2 separate regions of the Zea mays genome follow, and region 2 is linked to region 1. A link is a contact called in public Hi-C data. All regions are on one chromosome and are shown on one strand. The core of a region is the stretch at or near the end of the contact, and the rest is flanking DNA. Distances in the headings are between cores, read along the strand shown. Region 1 holds the start of LOC100273700. Region 2 holds the start of LOC100273396 (Actin-7).

Region 1 (6,946 bases), core at 3,506-6,005:
GCAACATTTGCTGAATTTGCAGCTGCCAACAGTCTAGATTATGGTACTATTTCAGCTGAGATTGATCTATACACTGAAGATAACTTTGAAGACTTTGTGCAATTTTATGAGCCAGCAAGGCTGGGAATACCTAGGAGGTTTGGAGAGATAGCAGGACTGAGGCATCATCCTGCTGTGATCAACAAAATTGCAAGAGTCACAATTTTTCCCAAGAGTGGGGACAAGAGCAAAATTAGAGACAAGTTCTGGAATATTATCCACCATGTCATGAATGGTGAGGTAATGAATGTTGTGTTTTTCATGATGAGACGGTTAAATCATCTAAAAATGGAGAAAACCAGAACCTAGCCTATGCTCCTTACATTATGGCTCTCATTAAAGCCAATACAAGATTTGAGGGACACTGTGAGATAGTTCATACACCTTTTAGACCCTTCAAGAATGAAATTGGGTTCCTCACCAGGCCACTCACTCCCTTCCCAGATGATGAGGAAGATGCTGGTTATGATGCAGGAGAAGCTCCTGAAGCTGAGGCAGAGCAGATGCCTCCTCCTCCACCTCCTCCTCAGCCTCAGCAGTACTGGCAGCCTGGTCCAGGCTATTTTGACCCATACTTTCAAAACATGCAGCAAGGGCTTCAGACCATATGAATAGCCGTTTCCAGGGAATGATGACCCATATGGACCAGCGCATGGATGCCATGCAATCTCGCTTTGATGATAACTGGGATGCGCTAAACACTGAGTACTCTGAATTTCGTAGTCACATCCAAGACCATGTCACTGATCCCATCATGAACAGACTCAACAACATGCAGCAGAGTTTTCAGGACAACATGGGAGCTTTGTCTAGTCAGTTTGACAATCTCTCTACCAATGACAACATGCAAGAGATCAATCAGAGGCAGCAGCAGCTCCAGCAGGATTTTGGGCAGTTCTCCTCTCTCTCTCTGACACCTTTAGCACTCACTACTATAGCATGCATCCTCCACCAGGTGGTCAGTGAAGCCCCTCCTTTGTGGCAATTGATGCCAAAGGGGGAGAGAAGCGAAGTAAGAGAAGAAGAGAAGTTGTCATATTCAGGGGGAGCTTGTTTATATGGACATTGAGACTATGCATGTGCATGTTTACCATTTTATGTCTTATGCACTTGGTATTGGCTACTATTTGAACTCTATGTCTTATGCATGTGTACAACTATTTGTAATATTCTGTGGGTTGAACTATGTGGTTCAAATTATTCTGTGAATGGTTAATCGAGGGGTGATTATAATTGTTGCGCTTACTTTATATATTACCTCTTTTATGCCTCGATAACCATGACTGTAGGAAGATCTCCATCAAAACTCCGATCAATTATGTGTGTTGTATCTTCAGCTTGAAATATCATGCACACACATAGGGGGAGCTTTTCCTACATTCTGAGTTTTATTGGGATTTATCTATCTCTCGGACAGAACATCAAATCAAGATAAGTCCTATGAAACTCATCTCTAAAATCCTTCTTACACATAAGGTATGAGGGAGATTTGGAAAAACAAAACTTCTCTTGAATATCATGTGTAGTGTTGTCATCAATTGCCAAAAAGGGGGAGATTGTGAATCATCTAGGCCCCTTAGTGATGTTTTGGTAATTAATGACAACTGTTTGTGGACTAACGGTTCTTGGAGAAATAAGAATGCAGGGTTGGACCACATAGAACAGGAAATCTTGGAGATTTATAAGCATTGGTTGTGGATCAAGTGAAGGCAAAGGTATAACATAGGTTTTGTTTTTGTCGGTCTCCAGGAGTTTAGAGAAGATACTTGACCGGGTTAGTAGGCTAGATAGCCATACTATTAAGAGGGGTCAATGACTTTGATCTGTGTAAAACTTAGTGCCTCATAGAGCATCTAGTGGTTGCATTTGCATGAGGACTAACATCGCTTCAAATTTCATGAGTTAAAAATCCTTTCAAAAGCTTGTTTGAAAAGTGCCAAGTCTTGGGATGTGCGGACCGTCCGGGCCTTGCGGGCGGACCGTCCGCGATCCTCCAGTGGGTCCAAAGTCTGTTCACTTCGGACAGGTCCTATTCATTTGTACTGCGGACCGTCCGGGCCTTGGGGCCGGACCGTCCGCAGTCCTGACCAGAGAAGGCTGCTCTCGGCACAGTTCCTGAATTATAGTGGGGACCATCCGGCCTTGTTGGGCGGACCGTCCGCATGTGCCAAATTTGGTTTGGGCAGGGACTGTGTGGTTTTTGGGATTTGTACTATGAACTGTTCGGAGGATAAGCCCGGACAGTACTGACTCCCAGGTCACGGACCGTCCGGCCTTGTAGGCGGACGGTCCGCATGTGTTAACTCCTCTTGGTCAGAGCTCCGGTGCTCCAAGTTGCCAGGTCGCGGACGGTCCGGCCAAGGTGGGCAGACTGTCCGGACCTCACTTTTCTAACAGCTCTAACAGATTTCAAACGGGAAAAATAGTCGTTATGTGTACAGCGGACCGTCCGGCCCTAGGGCGCAGACCGTCCGCGTGTGCGCAGAACATGTGTTTTTTGCTCATAACGGTTGGATTTGAGTGGGGTGCTATAAATAGAAGGGGAGCTCGTGTGTGAGGGCTCTCTTGGCCATTCCTTGCATACATTAAGCTCATTTGTGATCCTCCAACTCACTCTCTCACACTCTTTGCTTGAGAGTGCATTCTAGTGAGAGATTGAGTGTTCCTAGTGCATTTGCATCCATTGGAGATTCTTGAGGCACTAGGTGGTACACCGAGCAAGCGTCATCGGCTTGTTACTCTTGGAGGTTGCCGCCTCCTAGACGGCTCGGGTGATTGTCTCCGTCGAGCTCTCCAAGAAGATTGTGGAGAAGCCACGGTGTTGATTGTGAGGGGTTCGCGTCTACCTCGCCAGAGCGGCAAAGGTGACATTAGTGGAATCGAGGTATTGAGTGATTTCTTGTCCACTTGGCTCAAAGATCAAGCCGTGTCTTGATAGAGGAGCAAGTGAGAGCTTGAAGTCCACCTCAACGTGGATTAGGGGTGATCGGCAAATCACCGATACCACGGGATAAAATTCGGTGTCTTTATTTTCTTGCATTACTTATTACTGTGCAAGTGATTAGGATTTTGCATATTGTTCATCAAGTATTCAATCACCTTAGTTGATTCTCATACATTCTTTACTTGTTATCACTAGAGAATTTATACCTCTTGTTATATTGATTAAATTTCCCTAGTGTTTTTTTGATTTTAGTCAAAACAGTCTATTCACCCCCCCTCTAGTCGGTGTCCTAGATCCTACACAAACATAGCAAGAAACTCGGAACCCTAATCTGTTCTGCGCGCGCGGACCGTCCGGCCCACAGGTGCGGACCGTCCAGCCCCAGGGCCGGACCGTCCGATGCTCAATTTGGTGCCCAATAGATATATGATAAAATTTGAGGAATACTTTTTATTGAACTTTACAATCTCAATGCTAAAAACAAGAATATCAATTTACATTGCAGATTTTATATCCTATTTATTCACAATCAAAGAATAAAGTTTAAAAATTACTATCCGAATAGGTACCCGTTTTCATCCCTATGGCGTGACGTCTCCTCATGCGTCTATAGAAGAGACACACTCTTTCTACTCTCACAACCAAGTCACAACTCACAGGTACTCTCGCTTAGAAGACATCTCCCTTCTACGCGCACACACTTGGCAATAGCAAGCCTCCGAAACGACCTGCATTTAAGTGTTTTACCTGCTAAGGTGAATGATAATCAATCACATTTTTTGGAATGTTCATGACACGACTCCTCACTCTTAGGAGACATCTCCATTCTGCGCACGTAAACTTGGGGAGAGCAGGCCTCCAAAACGACAGTCGTTTTAGTGTTCACCGATCACTTTTTAGAGAGTATCAACGATACCATTGCTCGTTTCATCTCTTTCCTGGTAGTGAGCTCCGTCGTTCGGTTGCTGATCGACACGGCTTCATTCCTGCACTGTATCAAACAAGGTGCCTACTCTGACTAACAATATATGCCCTTGGATATGATTCCTCTTTTCAGTTATATATATAGTTATGTTATATCCTATATTGATCATGTTTAACTTGCTAAGATTACACATTTTTCATACTTTCACCAAAACTATGTATATTGTTTTTGGATTAGAACATATAAAAATCTAATATATAACATGAAGCATGATCGTGCAACCTATCGACTTGGTTGATTGAACCTTACTAGTCTAATACTCATGTTTACGCTGCGGTCTCGGGAAGAAGAGCGGAAGGGGCAGACGACAGCGTGAGGTAGGGGCTGACGATGACGACGACAACGTGGGTAAGAGAGAGAGGGTGGAGGTCGATAGAAGCATGAGGGACCGGTGGCAACGCGAGCAAGGTGAGGGACGGCGGAGTCGTGGAAGGAGGAGGGAGGCAATGGCGTGTGAGAGATGAAGGGAGAAAGGATGAATGGATTATCTAAATAACATTAGTCATTAGATTTGAATCGATAAGAAAGAGAAGAGTTATGCAGCGATATGAATCATTAATTTTAAAGGTGTATTATGTGTGTAATTCGTTTGGTAGATTTAGTGGAGATTATAGATATGGGCTGATTTGGTTGGATAGCTTTTGTAAAGTTTTAACAAGGGCGAGCTGCCACTGACAACACACGAGCGGAGCCGTCTCGCTGTCAGGCCGTTGCTAATCCTAATCTCCCCCGTCCGCGTTGGGGCCTCCCCCTCGGGTTCCTGTCTGTACGCCACCACGGGACAAAGCCTCGCTCTCGTCTCTAATGCCAATCGCTCTCCCTTACCTTCCTACGCCCTGCCGCGCGCTACGTACGCCACCGGACCACCACCACAAGCGCTGGACGCGAGCGGCCCAGCCTGACGCAGCGCGGATAGAGGGATAGGCCTCGACGCCGATTCCGTTGGAGCTCCGCGACCCTTGGCTCCCAGCCTCACTTTCTCGCTCGCCGTGCTACCCTACCCCGCAGAGACACGTCCCGTCCCGTCCCGTCCCACCCTGTGCCAGCCAGCTCCCGACCGGCGCCCGCCCCGCGGGATCTTGTCTAATAATATACCGTGCGCGCGGGAGCAGCAGCTGGTTCGTCGTGCCCGCGCGCTCACTGCACTCCGTGATCACCACCACACCGCTATCCTGCTAGCTAGGTAGCTGAATTCGGAGCCAGGCTCGAGCGAGGGGAGGGCGGAGGCGAGATGGACCACGCGGCGGACGCGCACCGGACGGACCTGATGACCATCACGCGGCACGTGCTGAACGAGCAGAGCCGGAACCCCGAGTCCCGCGGCGACTTCACCATCCTGCTCTCCCACATCGTCCTCGGCTGCAAGTTCGTCGCCTCCGCCGTCAACAAGGCCGGGCTCGCCCAGCTCATCGGGCTCGCCGGCGAGACCAACGTGCAGGCAAGTGCGCTGTACGGCTAGCTAGTTTTTCCTTCAGAGAGATTGATCGAGATGTGACGATGCCGCTGCCTTGGTTGCTCGACAGGGAGAGGAGCAGAAGAAGCTGGACGTCCTGTCCAACGAGGTGTTCGTCAAGGCCCTCGTCAGCAGCGGTCGCACCGTACGAATATCCCTCCTTGTCCACCTGCGATTATTGTCCGTTTGAGTTCCGAGAGTGTTCTGCTTTCTGACTCGGCGCCCGCCGCGGTGTGCAGTGCGTCCTTGTGTCCGAGGAGGACGAGGAAGCAACGTTCGTGGACCCTAAGCTGCGTGGAAGGTGAGCAGACTGAACTTGTTAATTATTGACCTGCCCGTTTCTCTGATGAAATGTATGAATATGCGTCGCTTTTGTGTATCCCTAAAATTAAAGGTACTGCGTCTGCTTTGATCCCCTCGACGGCTCCTCCAACATCGACTGTGGCGTCTCCATCGGAACGGTATGGACACGAGAAATCTCTGGGTCCTTCAATTTAACGCAACGTTGAAATTTTCATCACGAGAAGTCTCAGGATAGCGACATCAAAATAAAGCAGACGAACTGTTCCTTTTTGCCAATCTTTTTTCTCTCTCTCTCTCTCTCCATCTCCATGTCTGTTCTTTAGCGTTTGTGTTTTAATTCAGCGTGCTTCATGTTTCTTTACATGAGTTTCCTCCAAGTAAGGTTTTTTGTTTTGTTTTGTAGATCTTTGGGATTTACATCATCAAGGACAAGGACAACGTCACTCTGGAGGACGTGCTGCAACCTGGCAAGAACATGCTCGCCGCCGGATACTGCATGTACGGCAGTTCCTGCACGGTAATAACCAATTAATTCTCTTGAACCCATCTTCTCCGAAGGTAATCATCTGTAACGAAATATAATTGACATGCGCAACCAATCTGATGCAGCTCGTTCTGAGCACTGGAACTGGTGTCAATGGCTTCACGCTCGACCCTTCACTTGGGGAGTTCATACTAACCCATCCAGACATCAAGGTTATATCTTCTCGTAGCTTCTTCGTTCAGTCCTTGTCATGCACGTGAAGTTGCTCGGGCAACAGAATACTTACTGATCACTGCCACTCATCTCCCTCTTTGCATTGTGACGCGCGCGCGCGCAGATACCTAAGAAGGGGAAGATCTATTCAGTCAACGAAGGGAACGCCAAGAACTGGGACGCGCCTGTTGCCAAGTACGTTTCGTCGTCTGTGACTGACTCCTGTCCATAGCACTTGCTCAAGAACTCCCCGCCTCTTCTTTTGTTTTTGAAACGATTAAACGAAGCTCCAGCTGTAGCTTACACCATAATAAACCACAGGTTTGTGGAGAAGTGCAAGTACCCCAAAGATGGCTCGCCACCAAGATCTTTGAGATACATTGGAAGGTGAGTCGATCGATCGATCTTTCACTATAGATCTCCACCAGTACAAAAATGAATGAACGTATGCATGCGGCCGTTTACATATGACGAAGGATGATGGTACTGTTGATAGCTTTATACTGCAACGACTAAAACACACTA
Region 2 (6,542 bases), core at 2,252-4,751, 200 kb before region 1:
AAAGGTTATTTGTTGGTTTTAAACGTTAGTAATTGCTACAAAGCAGCATAATTTATATAGAGCGCATCAAGTTTTTATTGATGCCTGACTTTAGCAATCACTTCATATTTTGATCTATCTTTTTTATAAGTTTGAATTCATGTGATTTATTTTAGAAACTTGAACTCACAAACTCTCTCTTATTTGATCTCTGTATGACGGAATTATGTCATTTTATAATCTCTGTTCGTTCAGTTAGTCGTTGTGAACTCTCTTCTAACCGCTCACTTCATTGGCCGTGTTGTACCAAGACATATTGGATGGAGTAAATAATAACATCAGTTAGCCAAATCAAAAAATATTATACGGAGAGCGGAGACAATTAATAAAAAATCTTGAATTTTTTTTGGTGGTTAGATTACATGGGTATTGTTGTAAGCCGTCGCAACGCACGGGCAACCGACTATATATATATATATATATATATATATATATATATATATATATATATATATATATATATATATATATATATATATATATATATATATATATATATATATATAACACATAAACGCGGAATCACTATTTATGACAAAATAAAAAGATTTTTTAGTCAGCACTGAAGTGCAGGCCTGTTTGGATAGTTCCATGTTTTTCAGCTTCGTTTAATATCATTTTAGCCAAATAGATACAGTCTACAAATTCTGTTTTAGAAACAAAATCAAAGCTGAGAGAACACTGAACACATACAAAGGTGCTCTAGAAACTCTATTGCGCCACCTCCGAACGGCGATGCCACTGAAAGTAGGCCATGTGCTTCCCAGGCTGTTGAATTGTCCGGCAGCAGCAGCTTAGCTGTTTCTCACACTAATGCGGCTATAAAGATAAAATATTATAGAAGCAGTAGCAGTAGCTGAATTAAAACCACAATAAACCACAGCGAACAAAATACTTTAGCAGCTGCAATCCATTGTTTGCTTGCAAACCATCTCGTGGGTGCAGAACTTTTGCTTTGTTTAGCGCTGTTCATCGCAATGGAAGGCTGAAATGACGCGGAAGCCTGAAGCGCCTTTTTTTTTTGACTCGGACGTTGGAATGTGGGAGCTGAAATGAATTATTGCCTCGCGTAATGGCTTCTCCCCGGACCTTCCACTACCGGAATCACCACAGCGACGCGTGTGCAGCAGCCCGTGTTGCTCGACGGAGTTGCAGCTGCAGCCTGCAGGACGCCAATAATGCAGCCACTATTGCTGAAAGCACCAGGCTATTATTGTGCGGCAAATTAAGCCGGCGCTGTTGGCTATGGTATGCTGGTGAGTCGGGCGTGACCGCGTGAGGCGAATTTGCGTATCGCCTTATCATGCGCTCGAGTGCTGAAAGCACCGACGATGTATCACCACCCCCACCACCACCCCCACCCGCATTGGCCCCGGCTCGGCTCACCGGTGCACTGATGCACGCCGCTGTTCCGGTGTCAGAGGAAGGAAAGGAAACCGACGGAATCGCGTCAGGATCGACGTGCGAATTATTGCCACTTTGAGAAGCTGGAAAAAAGTCCATGATTGGACTTGTTAACTCCGGGAGTTTGGTTTCGCGCTTTCTGCGGTCCTTAAGCTAGAGTGATTCGGCGGTGGTGCTGGTGTTGGTGCGGGCAGTTTCGTCACAGATAATATTGCTGTCGATCCCACGCCCTCGAAACTATCGCGTTTGATAAGTACGAGGGCTCCAATTGCCGCGCTCCTTGTTGGGATCCCGAGTCACGAGGCATGAGACGGTTTACCACTCGGTAGTATAACTAACATGGTATACCTCGTAATTAGTCGTTTTGTAGCCTCTAGCGTAGTGGTTAAGACCGAGTAGCACCTTCAGGTTTCGAGTTTAATCTCTATCGAAGACATTTTCTTCGATTTGATTTAAAAAATGTTCTCGTTTTGTCCCGTTCGCTTCCGGGTTACGTCTTACGCGTCGCCGTCACCCTCCAGTTAGCGGCTAGGACGTTGCAGAGTGGACGATGAAGGTACGCTAGTGATGAGGACCAGGGTTTGGAGATTTTCTCGGCCGATACTATGTTTTGGTATCTTCTTAATATTTAATATCAGGAGGACGATTTGTCCCTCTCCGGCCGAATTTTTTTAAGTCGTTTGGGGGGAGGGGTGTGAAAGACTCCCTAGAGTAATGATCAAGGCTTCTGAGTAGCACCTACAGGTCCCGATTTCGATGTGGACGAATTACAGGTTTAGTTAAAAAATCTCCTCGTTATGTTCCGTTCGCTTCCAGATTATGTATTGTGTGTCACACTCTAACCAGGAGTCTGGGACGTTGTAGAGTGGATGTTGATAGCCCGCTAGTGATGAGGACCAAGATTCCGAGATTTTCTCGGTTGAAACCATATTTTTTGTTAGGGCGATGTGTTCCTCACCAGCGAGATTTTTTTAAGTCGTTTTGGGGGGGCAAATGCGCCAGACACGTGCGCCACATGCACCAGACAGGGGTGCTAGAAATCGCGATCATCTGATGCGGATTCGTTTGGAGTGCGAGCAATGGTCGACGGTGAACTTGCCTGTCTCGTGGCCTCTGCTGACTCCACTCTACCGTGAAAGATCTTTGGCCTCGGATCGCACTTGGTAACAAAAGGGGTGAAAAGAATTTATCTCGAAAGTGGAGCATGATACGTCTTCCCTCCAGAAATATCGCATTTGGATCTGCTAGAGAGAGAGGGAGAGAGAAAAGACGATAGTGTGTTAGGCTGTTCCGCTCCGACTATTTGGACTGCCTGGACTCGAGAGCGAATATAACAAGACTGCATTACTGTTACTGGTTCTCGTAGCTAGTAGCTAGTCGTCGGAGGTGAGTAACTGCTGACGTTGAACCTGCCTGCCTTTGTCGCTCTGCTGTGAAATCGCGATAGATCTTTGAGCTCAGATCGCACCTGACCTGGTAATAAAGGGGTGAGGGAACTGGAGACTCGAGAGTGGAACGTGATGCGGGCTTCCTCTCATCCTCTGAAAACGAATAGCGCGACTATTGGACTGGCCGGATGCGAACGGAAACGGCAACCATCGGCCCAGCTCAATGGGTCCTGGAGCCTTTGGGCCAGCGGGAACAAATCTGTGGGCCTACAAAACGTTTATGGCCTTTTTTTTACTAGAAGTGACGAACCTTCTTCTCGACTTCTGTTGGCGACCGTAACGATGAATGGGCTGAACCAGTAGCGCTAGTTGTTTTTTTTTTTGAACCGTCCTGCTCTGCTACGGCTACTCTGCCTGCGACGTCTGGGTCCACCAACCCACGGAGCATAGCCGCCGCCGTGCCCTGCCATCCGACGGGGACGTGGTCGGATTCGACACCGAAACCTTTGCGGTCCGATGCCGCCTGCGCTGTTGTTTGCTGCGTCTCCATTGACCAGGCAGCAGGGGCGAGGCGAGGTCAGAGCGAGCGAGCTGTTGGTGTTGGCCGGGTCGTCCCTGCGCTCGGGACCGCTGCCGCTAAAGCACACGCCCAGCGCCCGCAGACCAGTCACACACACATACTTCGGCTGCTGCTCTCCCATTTGTCTCACCTCGCTCTCACGCCTGCCTGCGTCACCGGAAGCGACCCCGCGGGCGAGCGATCCGATCCCCTTCGCGGCCTCGTCAACGACGCCGAGGTATAGCCGTATTTCTCCCTTGCTCTGGCACCGATTTTGTTCCGAGGAAGTGATCGGCTGTAGGCTTTCGTTTCGATAGACCCCCCCGCTCGAGCTTCCCGTCGCTGCTGACTTCGATTTTTTTCGTGTCCATTTTTCTGTTTTTTGTCATGTTTGTCTCGGCTCTGGAGTTCGGATAGGCGGTGTGGTACGGTTTTCAACTTTAATAAACTACCGTCATATGTGTAGTCGTGTGCTCTCCTATGTGTCATCATGATTACTATAGTACCTCTGTGATGTTTGATTGGATGCTCTGTTTTATGTTTATGTGATGAACTTCATGTCGAGTTTGGCCAGTTACTCAGTCAGTTCATAGGAGCACATATGATTCAGCATGCAATAAGATGTGTGCTACGCCGAACCCGTAAATTGTTTTCAGGTCACTCTGTGAAGAACTGGAGATGATCTTAAGCAGTGAAAAATCACACGATCACACTCTCAAACATTCAGCTAACCATTTTCCTCAACCAAATTCCCCTCCCCCGTGATCCTCCTAGTGTCAGCCATCCCTGCGGACTGCTTGGAAACTTATAAGTCAATTATCAGGGTTTTTTTACACAAATTTGAGTATCAGTTTCTTAATCATGAGCAGTTGTGCACATTAGTTTTGACTGACGACTGGCATATTGCAATGGCGGCGGCGGCGGCATGCTTCTTTTGTGGGGTTTACCATTGCAGCGGCGGCGGCATGCTTCTTTTGTGGGGTTTACCTGACTCCATGGACACTTTAACGATTAACACCGAGTATAGCATTCTGCTGCAGAACACTGAGGAATGGCTGAAGAGGATGTCCAGCCCCTTGTGTGCGACAATGGCACTGGAATGGTTAAGGTTCGTTCTCCTGTCCAGCAGCCAATCCTTTTGCCTGTCTATTCATTACTGATCTAATAAACTGATGGGATCTTGATGCCAAACAGGCAGGTTTCGCTGGTGACGACGCGCCGAGGGCAGTCTTTCCCAGCATCGTAGGCAGGCCACGCCACACTGGCGTGATGGTGGGCATGGGCCAAAAGGATGCATACGTGGGCGACGAAGCCCAGTCCAAGAGAGGCATTCTGACGCTCAAGTACCCAATCGAGCACGGCATTGTGGGCAACTGGGATGACATGGAGAAGATCTGGCACCACACCTTCTACAACGAGCTCCGTGTGGCGCCTGAGGAGCACCCTATACTGCTGACCGAGGCTCCTCTGAACCCCAAGGCCAACAGGGAGAAGATGACCCAGATCATGTTTGAGACGTTCAGCTGCCCGGCAATGTATGTGTCCATCCAGGCCGTTCTTTCCCTGTACGCCAGTGGACGAACGACTGGTACGTTACGTTGCTGCATCGAACCTGTTTCATGTCAGCATTCGAATAGCAGTACGTGTAGTGAGTGGCGACAATCTTTCTGTGCAGGTATTGTGCTCGACTCTGGTGACGGCGTGAGCCACACTGTCCCCATCTACGAAGGGTACACGCTTCCTCATGCTATTATTCGATTGGACCTTGCCGGTCGTGACCTCACCGACAACCTGATGAAGATCCTCACCGAGAGGGGTTACTCCTTCACCACGACAGCCGAGCGAGAGATTGTCAGGGACATCAAGGAAAAACTTGCCTACGTTGCACTTGATTACGAGCAGGAGCTGGAGACGGCCAGGACCAGCTCCACCGTCGAGAAGAGCTACGAGCTGCCCGATGGCCAGGTCATCACAATCGGCGCAGAAAGGTTTAGGTGCCCTGAGGTGCTATTCCAGCCATCCTTCATTGGCATGGAATCTCCTGGCATCCATGAAGCCACGTACAACTCCATCATGAAGTGCGACGTCGATATCAGAAAGGACCTGTACGGTAATGTTGTCCTCAGTGGTGGCTCCACTATGTTCCCTGGCATCGGTGACCGCATGAGCAAGGAGATCACTGCGCTTGCCCCCAGCAGCATGAAGGTGAAGGTGGTTGCTCCGCCGGAGAGGAAGTACAGCGTTTGGATTGGTGGCTCCATTCTGGCCTCTCTCAGTACCTTCCAGCAGGTTGTTAGTTTGTTACTGTCTCAAAATCTAAATTCAACGTTTCTGCTTGCTTTGCAGTTCTAGTGTATATGAAGTTTGATTTATTAATCTTGTTATTGTGTTGTGTAGATGTGGATCTCCAAGGAAGAGTATGATGAATCTGGTCCAGGCATCGTCCACATGAAGTGTTTCTGAATTCTGGAGCTGTATATCTGTTATTTACTTATATTTTCAGTTAGTTGGGATGCTAGATTGTCCCATGGTTTCTCTAGCATTCTTGGTTCTTTCTAAATCATTGAAGGGCTGTTGGCCATGAAGCATTGTGAAAGATGGTTAGGTCGACTGATGTACTACATGAAGAAACATGTGTAACTTCAGTAGTACGGATGGTCAGGTCAGTGTTTTTTTTTTCAAGACCACCAGATCAGTGCGTTCCTGATATGCGCGATCTGGGTTTCTACACGACGCAAGGGTGCCGGCTGTCGCGTGTCGCCCATGCAGTTTGAGTCTTTGAGAGTTCAGTTGGTTTATGCACTTCTGTACGTGGTCATGGAATCATTCGCATTTGCGCCCCGCCGTGGCGTGGTTGTTGATTTATACTTGGATATGTTTGTTTTATTCCTTCTCATGAAACAGCTGTTGTTGTCTCTAAGTGCTAGTTTGGGAGATATAAACCCGGAGAGGATTGGAGGGGCTAAATTACCCTTCTTATTCAATTTTGAGTAAGAAGGGGAATTTAACTCCTTCAATTCCTTCCGGTTTTATGGCTCTCAAACTAGTCCTAAAGGGGTAAATTGTTTATCCTTCAGGACTTGTTTGGGTAATCTTGGATTGGAGTGGATTAAGGTGGTATAAGGTGTATTGAAGTGTAATATAAACTAATT

Evidence for each region. Hi-C and Micro-C count contacts between places; a contact is called where the count stands out from the background.
Region 2: a contact with region 1 is called in a Hi-C map of ear, with 4 times the contacts expected there. The contact joins the promoter of LOC100273396 here to the promoter of LOC100273700 in region 1. A contact is called at or near these places in 11 of 25 Hi-C or Micro-C datasets (bundle sheath, ear, endosperm and 3 more) and 1 of 3 datasets of contacts at active chromatin or transcription factors (leaf).

Annotation. Positions count from the first base shown.
Region 1 is chr3:180,480,307-180,487,252 of Zm-B73-REFERENCE-NAM-5.0, reverse strand. LOC100273700 reads left to right here and starts at 4,755. Exons shown (of 11, transcript NM_001148112.2): 1 at 4,755-5,406; 2 at 5,492-5,566; 3 at 5,661-5,722; 4 at 5,816-5,882; 5 at 6,128-6,241; 6 at 6,334-6,420; 7 at 6,546-6,616; 8 at 6,743-6,808. The coding sequence starts at 5,200.
Region 2 is chr3:180,679,836-180,686,377 of Zm-B73-REFERENCE-NAM-5.0, reverse strand. It overlaps LOC100273396 (Actin-7), which reads left to right and starts at 3,501. Exons shown (of 5, transcript NM_001415954.1): 1 at 3,501-3,628; 2 at 4,418-4,498; 3 at 4,585-4,978; 4 at 5,066-5,679; 5 at 5,788-6,292. The coding sequence starts at 4,442. The coding sequence ends at 5,853.